Linked DNA regions of Oryza sativa: region 2 is linked to region 1. A link is a contact called in public ChIA-PET data. All regions are on one chromosome and are shown on one strand. The core of a region is the stretch at or near the end of the contact, and the rest is flanking DNA. Distances in the headings are between cores, read along the strand shown. Region 1 holds the start of LOC4340875 (formin-like protein 15). Region 2 holds the start of LOC4340881 (rho GDP-dissociation inhibitor 1).

Region 1 (2,654 bases), core at 77-2,576:
CACACAATGGCAACAAAACATCCAATGCCAATCTGCACTGACCAAATTCACCGTTCTTCGTTCCGATAGAATCATAATTTAGTTCAAGAAGTCAATAAAAAGCTACTCCTGAATACATGCAAGAACAAAATAAAATTTGCGAACTTAAACAAAACAAATGTGATCTATGCACCTATTAGCTGTTATCACGGGATACATGATATGCTACATTCCGGTTAAAGAACAAGCATTCCACAAGCAAAGAATCAAATAGCTAGATGTGAGATTTTGTGATCCAAGAACATGCATATTAAGCAGTAGAGACATAAAACTGCAGGCCAGGGCACAAAGAGCACGCACCGATGAGGTTGCTTCTTTCTCCTTCTGCTTCTGCTTCTCCCTGTCCCTCTGAATCTTGGAGACCAAGCCGGCCCTCCTCTTCATCTTGGTGGGATCCTCAGGTTCAGAGACCCCGGAGGCCTTGTCCCTCACCTTCCAGACGGCGCCTCTCCGGAGGAGCAGCTTCGCCGCCTTCCACCCATCGGTGCTGGTGTCGATGACGGTGACCTCGGTCCTGCTACACCTCTCGCCGTCGCCATCGGCGGCGCGGTCGGAGCGGCGGCGCTTCTTGACCTTGACCTTGGAGGCCTTGTCCTTGTTCTCCTTGCTGGGGCGGGAGGCCTTGTCGGGCCTAGGGCGCGGGTGGTTCTGCTTGCGGAAGGCCTTGATCGGCGCGATGAGCGGAGGAGCGGAGGAGGGGGTGACGAAGACGTCGGCGATGACGGTGGAGAGCTGCAGCTGTGGCGATGGTGGTGGGTTGCCGTTGCCGCTTCCGCTTCCGCTAGGGTTTGGTAGGGAGAGATTGGTGCTACCTTGCGGTGGCTTCTGCGGCGGCGGCGGCGGTGGATGCTGCTGCTGCTTGGGCTTCGGATGCTTCGGCTTGGTAGGCGGCGGTGGCTCCTTCGCAGGCTGCGGCGGCGGCGGCGGCGGCGGAGGATGGGGTAGGGCGTGGTGCTGGCCGTAGAGGAGGTCGTCGATGTGGAGGTTGGAGGGGAAAGACAGGCCCCCTTTGGCGTGGAGGCGGTGCAGCCACGGCGGCGTGCGGCTTGCCGCGGCCGCCGCCGCCGCCGCGCTCAGCACCGCGCTGCAGCACGGCATCTCCCCCGGCTCCGACAACGATCGAGATCAATTCCCCGTCATCAAAACCCCAATCTCGATTCGGGCGCCCGCGTTGGAGACGACGGCGAGGGGAGGGAGGAGGTCGCCGCGGCGGCGCAGGAGGGATTGCGGCGAACGCCGCCGACGATGTGGGGGATTTTGGGGGAAGAGAGAGAAAAAAAAAGGGGTGGTGGATCTGGTGGAGGGCACGGGTGAGTTGTTCTGCTGTTGTGGGCTGAAACCAACCAAACATTGCATGGGCCAAGTAGAAGTCACCGCCAGCCCGGACAGCTGGGAAAAGCTTGGCCCGCCTGGGCCCGGCCCATGTTCGAAGGAATTCGAGTAGGACCTCTTATTAAGAGATCACATATAATCTCCCCAATTTTTTTCCCCTAAACTGAAAATAGAAAATTAAAAAACTGATTTCTCTAATAGAAATCCTAATTTTTATCCCTAAATCCTAAATTTGTGCCTTTTTTTGTTAAAGTACTAATAAAATTCTCCCGTTTTCCTCTATCTAACACGCGGGAGGATCTTGGCAAGGAGAGGAGGAACGTGGGAGTGGCAATATTGGGAGTGGGTTAGGGGAGCACACTCTCCCGCATATCAACCGAGCGAATCTTTCAAGGGAGGGAATTCCAAAAATTATGTTAAGGAGTAGGTGATCTGTTGAAGTGGTTTTTTTAACTAAAATCCCTCAAAATTTGTGAGGACTATTGGTGATGCTCTTTTTTTCATATAAACATTTGTAAATAATGTTTTAAAAACATAATCCTTGTAAAAAAATTAAAAAAATGAACCTTATGGCTACGTCAAGAAACGTTAGGAAATTAGAGTTGCTAAATGACTCTGGCACACTAGATGCCCTAATGTGGTAGGGAGCTGCGGTGGACAACATCTTTCTTTCGATATGATATACTGTGGGAGAAACCGGAATTATGAGGTTTAGAGAAATGAAAAATTTAAAGGAAGAGTTTCAGTAATTCATTTGAAACTTGACATGAAAGATCAAAATACCTAAATTCAATTTATAAAATTAAGATGATTAATTGGATGGATCATACGCTTTTCACTTGGATGATTATTTATCAAGATTTTTAATGAAACAATATGTATACTATCACAAGCATATATAATATGTACTCTTTTCCTAAATTTGTTCCCCTGGGTTTTGGTGGAGTTTTGATTATCGTGCAGTGAGGGTCAATGGGAGTGCTGGGAAACCGTGGGCCGAATAAGACTAGCCCAGCTTGCTCACCGATGGCCCACTTACTAATTAGGAACTAGGAAGTGCGTATGGCTATATGACATAAACAGAGCGAAGGTTTCCTTCAAAAAAAATAGATAGAGCGAAGGAGAAGAGAAATTATACACTAGTGATAAGAAGAGAATGAACGAAAGAATGCTACACCTATAACTATTTTTGTCTCTTTACTTTCGAGTATATGATTCCTTGGAGTTTGCACGAAAAACTATGTTCGTATTAACACGTGATTAATTAAGTATTAGCTATTTTT
Region 2 (2,654 bases), core at 115-2,614, 130 kb before region 1:
AGCCCGGGAGTCGCCCGACCTACCCGGGAGCTGCCTTTGCCGCTGACTCACTATACTTAGTTTAATATGTAGTTCAATATGTTAGATGGTATGTTAGGTAAAGTTTAATGGGTTATTTGAACTTTTGTCTATTGCAGAGTATATTATTAAGGAAAGTCTAGCCATCACATTAGCTTAGAAAACTTAAATATCTCCTCATTAATGAAAAAGAAAAAGAGAGAAAGATGCGCACTATTTAATTGTGGTGGGTCATTTAAGATATAACCGTGTAGATTAATCGATAAAAGTTACAAGTAAATATAATTACAAGCGACGAAGGATGACTATGGTGAGTTACCTAAAAGCAATAGTTTTATATGACATCTCCATGTAATTGTATGATAAATCCATTAGTTATTATAGTTTAGAAGCGAACATGCTAACGGCCCAAGCTGGATAGCCAATCCGAGCGAGAGAAAAATTTTAAGGGCATGTATTTGGCAGGATGTGAGCTCCTAGATCCTTTGGTTATTGGAGCTGGAGTTGAACCGAACCGAATGTTGCTAAATAATAATAGAGCTTCATAAAGGCGGAGCTTTCCTATCCCAATCTACTATCACTTTGTATTTATAAGTTTGATCCAGTTTATAAGATGCCCATTCGTTTTAAAGGAATCGTAAAAAAAGAGAACAGTAAGATGCAACATCACTAAACCGCCATTCGTTTTAAAGGAATCTATCGAAAGGAAAATTTCCTACCCCTCCAATATAATATTTTCAATCCCTAGCTGATTTACTGAACAAAATTCTATATATTTCAATCGAAAGGCTTATACATATATCCTCGTACCATTCTTCTTACTCCACGTATGATGTGATACTATTTTGGAGCCGGCTAAGCCAGGCTATCGTACCTGCTCTAAGCCGTAGAACTCCTTAAAATTTGAAAGGAGCCAACATACACAGCCTACTACACTGCTCTTCCGTCTTGCTTTGTCCACAGCTGACAACGCCCCTTGATTCGCCACTCGTCACGCTTTATTTAACAACACTGCTATACGTCCGACTCCCTCGTCCGACTCCCATTCGACCCAACCTCATCTGCCAATCGTTTCGCTCCACGCAGACCAGCTTCTCTCTATGTGGGCCAGGGCAATTAGCAGCTAAGAGCTAGTCGGATAAGAGTCGTACGTCACAGTCGTGTGTATAGCATTTTCGCAGCACTGCTATACGTCCGACTCCCTCGTTCGACTCCCATCCGACCCAACCTCACCTGCCAAGCGTTTCGCTCCACGTAGACCAGCTTCTCAGCTTAAAAGCTAGTCGGACAAGAGTCGTACGTCGCAGTCGTGTGTATAACATTTTCGTTTAACACTATACCACCTATTCTTCTCGCACATTCGCACGCTCCTGCATCTCCATCCGTCGCCACCACCTCCACCGCCTCCGCCTCCGCCCCCGCCCCCTCTTCCGCCGCCACCAATGTCTTCGGCGGCCGGTGAACCCTCCTCCTCCTCCGCCGCCGCCGCCGCCATCTCTTGCTCCTCCTCCAACGACGACGAGAAGCCACCGCCGTCTCTGGAGGGGAAGGAGCTGCGGCGAGTCGAGGAAGAGGAGCCCGCCGCCGCCGCGCGCCCCGAGAAGCTCACGGAGGGGTCCTCGCGCGCCGCTGAGGCTGAGGAGGAGGAGGAGGTGGTGGAGGATGAGGAGGACGATGACGAGGAAGATGAGGGGAAGGTGGCGGAGGCCATCGACCTCGGCCCCAGGGTCAGCATCAAGGAGCAGCTCGAGATGGACAAGGTCTCCATTCCTTCCCCCGATTTCTCGCTCCAATTTCTTTTTTTCTTATCCCTTCTCAAGATTTTTTTTGCTTGTTGGTAGCTTAGTTAATTATTATTTACCACTAGTGCTCGATAATTATTTGTTCCTCACATGGTGATCTCTGCTGATTGCAACTTGGAAGGAGGATGAGAGCCTTCGGAGATGGAAGGAGCAGCTTCTTGGCAGCGTCGATTTGAACTCAGTCGGAGGTAAATTTTTTTATCAACAGTAGATGGTTTCCAATTATAATCCACACCAAATCGCATCCATTTCGCCCCCTTAATTTAGGTACCCGCACCATCTTAATCTGGTTGAGGATTTTGGATTTGATCTCTTCTGTGCTCCCTTTCCAAAAACCGCGCCCAATCAATTTTAATCAATCGGATTCTTTTGTTGGTTTGGTTTCCGCCGTTTTACTGTGTGATCCTGGGTGGTGGTTGTTTGATGCTGCTGTACTGTACTGCAGTGCTTGCAATGCCAGCAACCACACGGTCAAAAAGGGAGCATCTTTTCTGGAGAGTAAATTTTTAATAATCTTTGATTGGATATGTTTCAGCGGTGTAAAGGAGCTCATTCATTGAGTTAGAAATTATGTGGTTCTATCACTGTAGTGTCAATTTATATTTGGTTCTATCACTGTCAATTTATATAGTTTTCAACTTTAAGTGCGACACACGATTTTTTACCACATTGATTAGGTTGCTCAGTGGGCTCACTGTGCACTCTATAATTAGTGCCAGCTAATTTTGCGTTAAATTTCTGCATGACAATCTCACTGGTGCACTCTAGAAGTAGAGATTTACCATAGGAACTTCACCTATTTGGTGAAGTTTTACAAGTTCGTAAACAAATCTT

Evidence for each region. ChIA-PET counts read pairs in DNA pulled down with a chosen protein or histone mark.
Region 2: an H3K9ac ChIA-PET map of seedling shows a contact between it and region 1, with 8 times the contacts expected there. The contact joins the promoter of LOC4340881 here to the promoter of LOC4340875 in region 1. A contact is called at or near these places in 4 of 15 Hi-C or Micro-C datasets (leaf, panicle and an unstated tissue) and 3 of 4 datasets of contacts at active chromatin or transcription factors (leaf and seedling).

The regions. Positions count from the first base shown.
Region 1 is chr6:12,380,285-12,382,938 of ASM3414082v1, reverse strand. It overlaps LOC4340875 (formin-like protein 15), which reads right to left and starts at 1,326. Exons shown (of 3, transcript XM_015788020.3): 1 at 340-1,326. The coding sequence starts at 1,137.
Region 2 is chr6:12,509,045-12,511,698 of ASM3414082v1, reverse strand. LOC4340881 (rho GDP-dissociation inhibitor 1) reads left to right here and starts at 1,364. Exons shown (of 5, transcript XM_015788804.3): 1 at 1,364-1,778; 2 at 1,942-2,008. The coding sequence starts at 1,461.